Regions from separate parts of the Sus scrofa genome. Here all the other regions are linked to region 4. A link is a contact called in public Hi-C and HiChIP or PLAC-seq data. All regions are on one chromosome and are shown on one strand. The core of a region is the stretch at or near the end of the contact, and the rest is flanking DNA. Distances in the headings are between cores, read along the strand shown.

Region 1 (3,292 bases), core at 275-2,774, 130 kb after region 4:
CTTGGATTGGACCCCCTACACTGGGAACCTCCATATGCCACAGGTGCAGCCCTAAAAGACAAAAAAAAAAAAAAAAATCATTTTTTTAAAGCTGTTTCTACCATAAAAAAAACAAGAAAAGATTTTTTTTAAAAAAGTTACAGCTTTCCAATTCCATTTTTAAAAATTTAATCATAGTTTTAATTTGAAATAAATACTAAGGTAGGAAAAATGCTATTTATTCCAAGATACATAGTTTTAAGACTGAAATAGATATTACAGCAGGAGTTTTTAATCTGAGGCTTCATAGACTTTTAGCAGTAAGACCTTAGAATTACCAAAAAAAAAAAATTTGATATGCGTATTTCTTTAGGTTTAAGTGTAGTCCCATAGATTTCATCAAATTCCTAAAGGAGGTGATAACTTTTAATGGTTTATAAACTACTAACTTCATTTTAAAAATTATCAAAATAAAAAAGTATCCAAGGCTCACATAGCTTCTCTACAGAGCCCAGGGGCCAACAGCCTGGGGCCAGCCTCTGGCCTCCAAGTGGAGAGACCCAGCCTCAGGCAGTCTGGCCCGAAGTAGCAAGTGCCCAAGTGTGGCTCATCCAGGGTAAATGCACCTAAATAAACACATGCCTTATCCTTCACTTTATCCAAAAAGAAAGGAGATCCTCTAACTAGGAACAGTTTCAGTCACGAAAAAGCCAGGCTACCTTTTATTCACTTCTGTATGCCCTACACCTAGCCCCTGCCTGGTGACAAGCAGGCACTCCATACATGTTGCTTTAAGTGAAAGGACTCCAGGCCCCCTCTTCTGCTGAGTCACCTGAATATTATTCCACCTTCCTGAGCCTTAGTTTCCCCATTTATAGAGGTGAAAACAGAACTTTCCTTAGGGAATTGTTTCAAGAATGAAATGAGAGTTCCCATCGTGGCACAGCAGAAATGAATCGACTAGGAACCATGAGGTTGTGGGTTCAATCCCTGGCCTCGCTCACTGGGTTAAGGATCTGGCACTGTGGTGAGCTGTAGTGCAGCTCACAGACACGGCTCGGATCTGGTATTGCTGTGGCTGTGGTGTAAGCCGGCGGCTACAGCTCCAATTAGACCCCTAGCCTGGGAACCTCCATATGCCACAGGTGCAGCCCTCAAAAGACAAAAAAAAAAAAAAAAAAAAAAAAAAAAAAAAAAAGAACGAAATGAATAACGCATGTAATCACTTTCTGTAAATCCTACTGCATTCTACAAATGTAAAGACTGAGAAAATAGAAAGCTGCCTTTGTGTGGACACTTCTCAGATATGCCCAGATATTATCAACATTTTAATGGCTAAAAAGCCAGGCCAACTTTCTCACTAATAGTCTTCTATTCAATAAAGTAAATAACTTAAATTTCAAGTTTATTCTTGGGACTCAATAAAGCTATTTTTATTTTAAACAAAAGAAAAAGCATGACAAAACAGGAAGGCCCTAAGTAGTTCCCTTTCTCCTGAATTGGCTCTGATGCAAATAAATTTGTTCACCACTGACCCAGATGATTCAGAAATAAATCATGACTCTCTCCACTCATTCTTCATTCCTTGGTATTGAATTTTTGTTTCCTTCAGTAGCTGGTAACAAAAGAACTTTTCCTGACATCACATATGGCACCGACAGTTTCTTTGATATATTAACTAATCAGGATTAACATTAAAACATTCTAATTTCTATAGACCACTAAGAAAATGAAGAAGCTGGAAAAAGAAACAGCCACGTGGAAAGCCCGGTTTGAGAACTGTAACAAAGCTCTGTTGGACATGATTGAAGAGGTGAGGAAGCTTTTCCCCTTGCTCTTCTTCCCCTGACTAGTCAATACATTTATACTCAGAAAGCAACTATGGCCTAATAGCACAAATGAGTACCTTTGAAAAAGAGATGAATTTTTCTGGAATGTGCTATATATGATATTGCAATAAAAGTAATTACCACAAAAGACTCATTAAGAGCATTTTAACCCTAAGTCATATGCCTACTTGTTGATTCCAAAGCAGCACCACACCTGCTAGATGAATGTTTTAGCTGTGCTTGAATTTCCCTTGTGCCTAATGCATAACAGGCACAGAGTAAATTAATTAGTTGATTCAAACACAGTGAGAAAAACACCAGCCCAAGCACCCAAAGTATATGTTATTTTATAGACAGATACAGAGATAAATTGCTTAATTCCTCCAACAGTCATTTAAATACTGATATTCTTTCAGGCTCTGGAGGTTTTGAGACTATGAAGGCAAAGATACATGGCCCTTGACCTGAGAGGCAGGGCTTACAGGTGAAGATCTCTCCAGTAAACAAGTGGGGGAAAAAGTCTTAAAAGGTACATAATAGCACAAAGGCAGGGGTGAAGGAGTAAGATGATTAGGAACAATTTCATGCACTAACACACCAACATTTCTAGAGAAAAGGAGAAATGAACAGTTTAAGCAGCATCACGAATGAGTGCATGGTGAGTTTCTCCACTTATAATTACTGTTCTAACAATTCATCCCAAACTGCAACCAATTCCAAAGAGATGTGCTTATTATTCATAAACATAAATCAAACAGTTGCTTGATTAGCATATAGCAATTTATCTCTTGAACAGTTAAGGCACTGCTGACGGCCAAGTCCCAGTCCATCTCAATCATTTTGCCACAAGCTTCTGCTTATGCCTTCTAAGTCTTAAAAGCAGAAAATACATTTTAAGATTTTAGAAGCCTCAGACTGAAACTATCTTTCTTTCCTAAAGAATATGTGAATTAAAATTCTACCCAAAGACTCCAACACAGGGCAAGAGTGATGTCCCTGACCAAGTCCCCGTCCAGCCAACCCCTTGCGGTCAGAGCCTGATAAATTGCAGAGGGCATCCTTGCCATTTTGTTTTTTGTGTCATTTAATGTGCGTGTGCGTGTTTAAATCACAGAAAACATTGAGAGCTAAAGAATACGAATGCTTCGTGATGAAAATCGGAAGGCTAGAAAACCTCTGCCGAGCTTTACAAGAAGAGAGAAATGAACTCTACAAGAAAATCAGAGAAGCGAAAATGCCTGAAAAAGACGACCAAAGTCAGCACACCTCAGACGAGGAGCTAGAGTCAAATACCTTTGTGAGTGAAGAGGTTGATGCCGCTGCAGAGGAAGCCAATAGGGTTCACAATGCCGTGCAGAATCTGGCTGCGGCCTTCATGGTCATTCATCGTCCAGAGTCAACCGTCGACGGGTCTAAAGAAATCCCAGCAGAAGTCGGCGGTCCTCCAGAGGGCGGCAGCACGACCCTCAAGGAGCCGGAACAAG
Region 2 (2,990 bases), core at 96-2,595, 73 kb after region 4:
CCTCCCCTGACCTCAGAGAAAAGGGTGGGAAAAAGTTTGGGTAAGAGATATTTTAGTTACCTTTTGCTACTACTACAATTTACCACAAATCACAAATCTTGTGGCTTAAAAGCAACACAGATTTATTATTTTACAGTTCTGGAGCTCAGAAATCCACAATGAGTTTCACTGGGCCAAAATCAGGTGTCAGCAGAACTGCATTGCTTCTGTAGGATCTTAAGAACAATCTGCTTCCTCGTCTTCCTTTCCTAGCTTCTAGAGATTCCCCACATCCCTTGGCTTGTGGCCCTCCATCACTCTGACCTCTGCTTGGATCATCAACTCTTCTTTTCTGATTCTGACCCTCCCGCTTCCTTCTTTCAATTGTAAGGACCCTTGTGATTACATGGGACCCACCCAAATAATTCTGAATAATCTCCCTATCTCAAGATCTGCCAAGTCTCTTTCACAGGTAAAGTAATGCATTCGCAGGTCCCTGGGATCAGGTGTGGAAGTCTTTCTGGTGGCATGATCTGCCTACCACAAGGACATCAATATGCCCAGCCAGTCCCAAGAGCAGAAACTCTGATGGAGGAATCCACTTTGGAATAGCGTGGGAACACAATCTCCAGAAACAGAAGAAAATGGAATGGATGTAGGTTAAGAGAAAAAGGCATTTTATAGTAAATGAAGAAGAAGTTATTTTTCTGAGGAGAATTAAGAAAGAGATTGAGGACTTGAGAAGGTGGGAAAGACTTGGAAAAGCCACTGTGGAAGGTTAGAAAGCCTGCAACTAAAGAAGAAAAAGCAACTGCTTTCCCCAGGGCATATCTGAGATGTGAAGGCAGTTACCTGAGTAAGAGCTAGGGTCTGAGGTCACACCAACTAGCACATACACAAAGATGGAATTAAACCCAGTTCCAAAGAGCCATCTAAATTTTTATTTCAAATTTTACAAGTAAACCAAACATCAAAATTAAAGTGTTTCTAACATCTCCTTTTTGTTATGCCATTGTTTTTCTTTTTCCATGATTCCTATAAGAAATTTGACACTAATTAAGTTAGCATAAGAAGGTGGGAAAAAGATGATGAATCATAGGCTATACTGGAAATAAACCAAGAAATAAGAAAAAACGATCTCTGCCCTGAAGAACAATGCTGAAAATTTTTGTTCACAAAGGGGCTATGTACTGAGAGTTTACGTTTTTTAAACGACAAATCATGGAACCTGATAAGATCTCCCAGGTGCTTCTCTTTTCTAAGACATTTGCCCAGAAGACTGCTACGGAGGCTTGGGTATATTTCTCTTTTGCTGTGTCACAGGGTGTTCCTTCCCTTCCCCCTCCTGCCTTGATATGTGTGTGTGTGTGTGTGTGTTTAGTTTCTCTCTCCCTTTTAAGAACACAGCCAGCACGCCTGTCTCCTGCTGTTGCTGCTGCTCTGACTGGCTTTTGCTGCCTCTTGCCTCTTCTTTCTCTTTCTGCTTAGTGCCTGGCCTTCTGGTAAGTATGACAAACACTCCCACAAGCCCTGTAAGATGTAGGGTGCGGTTTGTGGTGTTTGAAACTTGCAACTTTGAGACTGCTAGTGAACTGTTGAAGAACTTTCCATTGTTTTATTTACCATTTAAATGTGTTGCTCAGGAAGGGCTAAGTGTGTGGTAATCTGCTAGGACTGCCAGGACAAGTGAAAAACTTTCTCTCAAGGGAGACACAGATGGCCAGTAAACTTTATAGAAGATAAAATTTAGAAGTAATTTCTTGCTGTAAAATTAATTGAGAAAGAGACAATTTAAAATAACAGTTCTCTGACTTGTTTTTTACCCCTGTGGATTTGTCTTGAGGCTACTTTTAGGAATTGAGTCGTCCTATGGTTTACAATGATTCAGTTATTCTGTTTTAAAGTAAATGAGGAGTATGAGTTTAAAGGAGATCCATGAACTTAATACAAAAAAAAAAAATCACTGATTATGGCCTCTGATGAAGAATAAATCAAATCTACAGACAGAACACTTGCATTTAGACTAACCACATTAAAACTTCTATGGACAGTTGGTTTTAAATTTATTGCTATGAAGTTTGGTTTACTTCGGATTTTATTTTATCTCTCAGAAGCCTCCCTAACACTTTAAAACTCACACATGGATCTAAACCAGTAAATGTTTACTGTTTTCAATTTGATTTAGAAAGTATTCTCTTCCCTTGACTTTCAAAGACGAAGTGCTAAAGGCCATGGCTCCTTTTAGAAGAGCTTAAAATAACTTCTGGCTGGACAGCAGGTGCCGTGTCTTTCTCCAAGTTCAGGGGAAACACAAGTTATATATAGATGAGTGTGCCCAACAAGCAGGGGTCAGGATAGAGAATCCAGTGATGAGGACAAGGAAGCTGTTTACTGCATCATTTCATAATAAAGGTGGTGAATTAAAATGGAGGAGAGAAAAAAATACTTCTTTCGAAGTTAATGATAACTTGGTGAGGGCCACATGTGGATGGCAATGTCTGTACACTGAATTTGCCGTTCTTGAAAATGTTCAAACATTTGATAGTGCCTGCCCTGAGAAGGCAAGGAAGAAGCTGTGCAATGCATGGAGCAATATATTTTTGTTTTTATGTTCATCCCACCACAACAGCAAACCTGTGCATTATTAAGACTCTGTCATAATTTTTTTTTTTTTTGTCTTCTGTCTTTTTTTTAGGGCTGCACCCCTGGCATATGGAGGCTCCCAGGCTAGGAGTTCAATTGGAGCTACAGCTGCCAGCCTATGCCACAGCCACAGCAACACAGGATCCGAGCTACGTCTGCAACCTACACCACAGCTCACAGCAACGCCAGATCCTTAACCCACTGAGCGAGGCCAGGGATCGAACCTGCAACCTCATGGTTCTTAGTCAGATTGTTTCTGCTGCGCCACAACGGGAACTCGAGGACTCTGTCATAATTTTATGCTGCTAATTAGCGGGATCACCATTAAATACTATTTACAAATAAAATGCACCATAACTTAGGCCTAA
Region 3 (2,972 bases), core at 117-2,616, 88 kb before region 4:
TAACAAGCGATATGATGGTATCTCTGAAGAAATATCCATCAACCCCTAAACAATGACTGCTTCACAAGAGGAGACTGCAGAAAAACAAATTTAAAAAAAGAGAGAAAGAGAGAGAGAGAGAGAAAAGACAATCACCTCCACACTGCCTCTTTAAAGGGGGGGGAGGGGCGAACTTTTAGTGGGAAAGGCTTTAAAACGCTGCTTTGTTCCGAAGGCCATTCTGAAATGAAGAAGGGGGATGACTGAAAAGGTTAGCAAGCAGAGGAGGAGTTAACAAGTAAGATGTGCTTTTGCTAAGAGAGGGTGATTTGCAAGGTGAGAGCCTGAGATGGGAGAAGGCAATTTTGCTGCAACAATGCAATCCATACCCTCTTTCTCTTGCTCACTGCCCCCCAAAAGCTTATGCCAACCCAAATTGGCGCTTAAGCGCTCATGGTAATTCTGGACTTGCTCTAAACATTCTCCTTTGGCTAGCCAGGCGCTGGAGCTTACAATATTACTTGTTGTTCCCCATGTTTTCCTAGCCCAGTGTAAATGCAGAAACTCTTCTTTGGAAAGAAACAGACACTGACCTGAACTGGTTTCAATTCCTGCCAAATATGCAGGCACTGTTTTTGCTACATTTTGGAATTTGGCTTAGACCCTATGTCAGGCATTTATTTGTCCTCCGAACTAGAATAGAGACCTAACTAAAGATTTTAAAAAAACATTAGGAATGTACTGAAACTTTTCCACTATTAATTCATCTGAATATGATGAATGTTTTTAGTTGCAATATCTCATTACAGTCTCCTGTTTACTGTGTGAGAGGGGGCCAGGGTGGAGGGGTCGAATGCAACTTCACCCCCTCCATGCTCCATAATTACAAAAACAATTCCTTTGAAAGCAGGGGGAGAACACCCATGTCAGCTATTTACAGCATTTTTTAAATTCTGTGGTTTTCAGAATTAAGGTTCAAAGTGAGTGTCACTAATGTTGAGTAATAAAGTAGTTTTTCTCACACAGAGATATCTTAAATTTAAAGAGAAACCTTTAGGTTGGGATACTTTTCTCAGGGAGGAAAGGCGGGGAGGGGGGAGATTTGGACCCACCCCTGGTTTTTCAACTCGACACCTTTACACCTCATGGCCCTGGTCCTAGCAGTGTTTTCTTTTTTCAGGCAGCTGGTAAATCACGCTGCAGGGCTGACTCAGAATGCCACAGGGCAGGGCCTTGTTTCCATGGGTTTCTGTTGACGACCCCCAGCTGTGGCTGGGTGACTATTTGTGAGAGTTCTCCAAGGGATGCTCCCAGGGGCCTGGGATGAGGAGTCCCTGGGGCCCATCAGGATGGCTCAGGCCCTGTGCCAAGTGGGTCACTATTGTGCAACTCCAGGTTTTTCTCCACCCAGGGCTCAGCCTGATGCCTCTGTCTGCTGTTGGCAAGGCTTTGAGTCTGCTGAGAACTCAGAAGCAAGCATCCTGGGGCCTGGAGGTGTGGGAGGGTATAACCTGAATGAGGGTAACTTTCTAAAAGGCCCCTTCTCGGTAGGCAGGATCAGGACTCAAGAATAGAAGACAGTGGAAGGGAGGATCTCAGTTTTCTTTTTTCTTTTCTTCTTCTTCCTTTTTTTTTTTTTTTTTTTTTTTTGGCTGCACCTGGGGCACATGGAAGTTCTTGGGCCAGTAATAGAACCCATATCACATCAGCGACCCAAGCCACTGCAGTGACAATGCCAGAACTTTAACCTGCTGCATCACAAGGGAACTCCCGCTTCCCTCCTTTGGTTGCCCTTGAACGGAGTACAAGAACTCCTTGCAACTAGAGGCCAGACATCCTGTCAACATTTCAATTGTGAAATGAGGAATTAATTTGATGGAACATATCAGTCTATCTTACCTATCTGTTTCTCCATTGCTGGACTAAACTGGTCTGATTGGGACACTTGAAGGCTCGTGAATAAGCTGACACTCTTGGTGCAAAAGGCAGGTCTAAAGACGTGGGTGCTGGTGTGTATCTGTGAATGCGTACACAAACGTATGTGAAGGGAGCATACATGTGAATTCAGAAGCTGGAGGCATGAAGACATTCTTCATTCTCAAGCAAGTCCCAGGATGACAGAAAGAACTTGCTACCAGCCAGGAATGATGTCACAGCCTTGAGAAGTTTGAATTGGCTACTTTCCTGAAAATCTCTAGAAACAAATCTTTTTCCATGCAGCCTTTCCCAGAACAGTGCCAAATTAGTGTGGACTCTGCAAATCCTGAATTAGAATTCTATTAGAACCTGGCTGTTTTTACTCCTGTGAGCTCCATAAGCATCGAGGCCTTATAGCCACAGATTCCTTCAACATGTCTCTGAACTTCCTTCAACATAACTTGGCTTTTAAACTAGAAATTATCCATTGCTGGCTTCTAATTGTGAAAACAATTAATGAGGTATGTTGCAATTTCCAATTCAAAGCATTAATGCTTATCATCATAAGCTTGAGATGTATCATTTTTCGCAGAGGCCAAGTGTGGAAAGTAATATATATGATTAAAGAGAACAAATTTTGTTTTGCATTTCTGCCTCCCTGTGAGCATGTGTGCCAAATTACAAAGTGATCAAAGTCAGATATATAACTATTCTTTCTTAGTATTATAAAAGACAAATAGCTTATCTAGAATTAAAACCACTGTTACTAGTAACATTTTTATATAAGTTCATGATAAAATACTTTTCTCCTAAGATTGTACATTTCTTTACAGACCATCGAAAGAGATGATATAAGTGAAAGTGTTTTGCAAACTGCAGATGTTATTTAAACATAAGGCATATGAACACACACACATACATAAATGAACCACCGTGCTGTATACCTGAAACTAACATGATGTGGTAAATGAACTATACCTCAGTAAAATAAATATATAAATATAAAGGATTTTCATTTTATTACAACTGTCGTCAAATTTTAACCATAATTTATTCTTTTCTTTGCAACATAGTTA
Region 4 (3,263 bases), core at 340-2,839:
TATATCAGAATTTCCAGTCCTCTAGAAATAGGGCCTTAAAAAGTCCTGTGAGCAAGAAGGGAGGGGAAAAAAGGGTGGTAGTGGGGGGGGGACTTGCTCTTCACAGCAGGAAGTCTTCAATGGCTATCGAGTTATGAAGAAACAACTCTGAACAGAAGTCCTTATTCGGAGCGCTAAACTCGCTTTTACCACATAAAGAGCAATATAAAAGCTCGGAGCAGCCTCATCGTGGTGTTGGGGAAACAACTCGGCTTCCCCATTTGAGAAAGCAAGAGAGCTCTGACTGGGTAGTGGCCCAGACCGGTGTTAGGGCTTTTATTTGCAAGTCAATGAGCCAAATGGACGACCAGGCTAGTTGTGCCGCGTTCTGGGAAGCAAGGTTATTATTATCACCTATTGCCCCACTGAGAAATTTCACTGGAAAGGAATAGTCCCAGCAGTGTGTATGCTCGCGGTGCCATACGGGACGTGCAGCTACGTGCCCACCTCCAGAACGACTTTATTTACAAAGCGATTACCATGTTATCTATCTGTTTTCCTTTTCCAGCAACAGCAGCCTTACTCAGCCCTCGAATTTCTTAATTACAAACCCGTTCACTTCTAAAGCAACCCCAAACCGTCTGGCAGAACCCAGAGGGAGGCTGTGCAAGTTTGCACACACCCCCATCTCCCGGATCAAGGGCAACAGCAGAAGCAAGAAACTGTATGTGCAAAAAGGTGGATCTAGGGACGAGGATCGCTGAGTTTGTTTACAGAGGAGAGACGCCTCAGCTCGGATGCCAAAGCTACCAAGAGCTGCAAACGCAAACTTAGCAGAAGCACACGTACCCGGGAGCGGCGAGTGGGCCCCAAAACGCGGACAGGATTCCCGGCCGCTGGAGCGGAGGCAGCCGAGCGCTAGCGCGCTCAGTCCACCTGCAGCTGCAGCGGGCTGCCGGTCCCCGCCCCCAGCCTCTGTCCTTGAGGCGGGGGAGCGGGGGGGGGGGGGGGGGGGAGATTCACCTACACGCAGAATATCTAGATCAGGTCACCTAATGCCCAAATAGAAACACAAAGGCAAAACCCAGGAAAGCGTGCACAGGGGAGGGGACATTCTTTGCCTAGGGCTTAAAAACGCACTGGGGTAAACACAACCATTCTTTGCAGCCTGGGTAAGCTTTGGTAAGCTCAGGGAGGCAAAAAGGCACTATGGACGGCGTGGGCGCTGCATTGAATCCCCTTTTCCAGTAAAAAGCAGCTCAGATCGGTAGGTGAGCTGGGGGTTGGGGAATCCGGCCAGAGGGGGGCGATGAGTTTTCCTCGCTTCTTTCCGGACAGGCGCTACCTCTAGGCTGAGAGTCAAGGGAAGATTTTTTTCTCTGTGCCGGGGGCCGCCGTGCTGGCTCAGTGTTTGTGGAGGAAACCAGGATCCGGGGGCCGCGGGGCGGTGCCTGGGACCGCAGCCTCTGCGCACGTGCCTCCGGCCGAGGGGGAACTCGGTTGCCAGACCCAGTCCGGGGTGCTCAAAGTGCCGGAATCCGCATTTTCCCTCCGCCCCCCCGGGAGGCTCTCGCTCCGCCCTTTCTGAAATCCCTTATATTGACTGTGGCCAAAGCCCTAAGAAACACAGCTCATTGTTGGCAGCTGCCGGGCGGTCTAGCGATCTAGCGAGCTGTGAGGCAGCAGAGGGGAAATAAAAGGGAACGGCTCCGGTCCTGCCCCAGCAGCCGCTGCAAGACCTCGGCGCAGACTTCGAGACAGCGAGCGCCTTGCACACCGGAAAGGCCACCTCTATGTGCTGCTGAGCCGGTCCTGGACCCAACGATCCCGCCCTCGGTCTTCAGAGCAGAAATCGCAAGGACGGAAGGTAAGCGCGGCGAGAGAAGCTGGCTGGGGCTTCTGCCAACCCAGTCCGACGAGGGCTGGGTTTGCCCGGAGGAAGAGCGTGAGGCGGAGCTGGGGAATAACAACAGGATGTGCAACAACAGGATGAGGAGGGCTGATTTAATGCCTGAAGTTCGCGGCAGGGCTACGGGGCACTTCCTTTATTAGGCGACATCGGGGAGCAAAGGGGGGTGTGGGCTTGGGTCCCCCCGCCCGATCGCAGGGGAAAGGGATGTTTGTGCAGCGCGCGGCTCTGTTGTAGATGGCAGGTCTGTCTTGGTGGTGAACCCGGGTGCACAGGCTCCTGGTGGGATCCTCGGGATGATCGCAACCGAAGTGTGTCTAGGGAGTCTTGGGAGGGGGGCAAAGGCGAGAAAAGGTGGGCTGCGCTGTGGTGGGCGACACGTGTGGCTACGGTCTTAGCGTCTGCTTTTTTCACTTTCAGGACTGGAAATGGCAGACCATATGATGGCCATGAACCACGGGCGCTTCCCCGACGGCACCAATGGGCTGCACCACCACCCTGCCCACCGCATGGGTATGGGGCAGTTCCCAAGCCCCCATCACCACCAGCAGCAGCAGCCCCAACACACCTTTAACGCCCTAATGGGCGAGCACATACACTACGGCGCGGGCAACATGAATGCCACAAGCGGCATCAGGCACGCGATGGGGCCGGGGACTGTGAACGGAGGGCACCCCCCGAGCGCGCTGGCCCCCGCGGCCAGGTTTAACAACTCCCAGTTCATGGCCCCCCCCGTGGCCAGTCAGGGAGGCTCCCTGCCGGCCAGCATGCAGCTGCAGAAGCTCAACAACCAGTATTTCAACCATCACCCCTACCCCCACAACCACTACATGCCGGATTTGCACCCTGCTGCAGGCCACCAGATGAACGGGACAAACCAGCACTTCCGAGATTGCAACCCCAAGCACAGCAGCGGCAGCAGCACCCCCGGCGGCTCCGGCGGCAGCAGCACCCCCGGCGGCTCCGCGGGCACTTCTGGCGGCGGCGCGGGCAGCAGCAATAGCGGCGGCGGCAGCGGCAGCGGCAGCAGCAGCAACATGCCCGCCTCTGTGGCCCACGTCCCTGCTGCAATGCTGCCGCCCAATGTCATAGACACTGATTTCATCGACGAGGAAGTGCTTATGTCCTTAGTGATAGAAATGGGTTTGGACCGCATCAAGGAGCTGCCTGAACTCTGGCTGGGGCAAAACGAGTTTGATTTTATGACGGACTTCGTGTGCAAACAGCAGCCCAGTAGAGTAAGCTGTTGACTCGATCAAAATCTCGGAGAAAGAAATCAAATCCCCCAACTTCTTCGGCGTGAATTAAAAAACATTCCCTTAGACACAGTATCTCACTTTTCAGATCGTGAAAGGTTTGAGAACTTGGAAACAAA

Evidence for each region. Hi-C and Micro-C count contacts between places; a contact is called where the count stands out from the background. HiChIP or PLAC-seq counts read pairs in DNA pulled down with a chosen protein or histone mark.
Region 1: an H3K27ac HiChIP or PLAC-seq map of alveolar macrophages shows a contact between it and region 4. The contact joins the enhancer-like site here to the promoter of CITED2 in region 4. A contact is called at or near these places in 1 of 5 promoter capture datasets (liver), 31 of 47 Hi-C or Micro-C datasets (adipose tissue, alveolar macrophages, blood and 16 more) and 2 of 2 datasets of contacts at active chromatin or transcription factors (alveolar macrophages and skeletal muscle).
Region 2: a contact with region 4 is called in a Hi-C map of skeletal muscle, with 5 times the contacts expected there. The contact joins the promoter of TXLNB here to the promoter of CITED2 in region 4. A contact is called at or near these places in 3 of 47 Hi-C or Micro-C datasets (blood and skeletal muscle) and 1 of 2 datasets of contacts at active chromatin or transcription factors (skeletal muscle).
Region 3: a contact with region 4 is called in an H3K27ac HiChIP or PLAC-seq map of skeletal muscle. The contact joins the enhancer-like site here to the promoter of CITED2 in region 4. A contact is called at or near these places in 6 of 47 Hi-C or Micro-C datasets (embryonic fibroblasts, fibroblasts, omental adipose tissue and 2 more) and 1 of 2 datasets of contacts at active chromatin or transcription factors (skeletal muscle).

Annotation. Positions count from the first base shown.
Region 1 is chr1:25,279,222-25,282,513 of Sscrofa11.1, forward strand. It overlaps TXLNB (beta-taxilin), which reads left to right. Exons shown (of 9, transcript XM_021087298.1): 8 at 1,697-1,792; 9 at 2,923-3,292. Among named protein-coding and RNA genes, the nearest start is that of TXLNB, 52 kb to the left of the region's middle. Within about 2 kb of position 1,525, at least 6 of the 83 cell types and tissues checked have an H3K27ac peak or open chromatin away from gene starts, as enhancers often do. A contact at or near this core is called in alveolar macrophages and retroperitoneal adipose tissue, where this site is marked.
Region 2 is chr1:25,227,257-25,230,246 of Sscrofa11.1, forward strand. It overlaps TXLNB (beta-taxilin), which reads left to right and starts at 1,346. Exons shown (of 9, transcript XM_021087298.1): 1 at 1,346-1,481.
Region 3 is chr1:25,066,540-25,069,511 of Sscrofa11.1, forward strand. No RefSeq gene overlaps it. Among named protein-coding and RNA genes, the nearest start is that of CITED2, 88 kb to the right of the region's middle. Within about 2 kb of position 1,367, at least 32 of the 83 cell types and tissues checked have an H3K27ac peak or open chromatin away from gene starts, as enhancers often do. A contact at or near this core is called in omental adipose tissue and skeletal muscle, where this site is marked.
Region 4 is chr1:25,154,063-25,157,325 of Sscrofa11.1, forward strand. It overlaps CITED2 (cbp/p300-interacting transactivator 2), which reads left to right and starts at 1,590. Exons shown (of 2, transcript XM_001925774.5): 1 at 1,590-1,846; 2 at 2,309-3,263. The coding sequence starts at 2,317. The coding sequence ends at 3,138.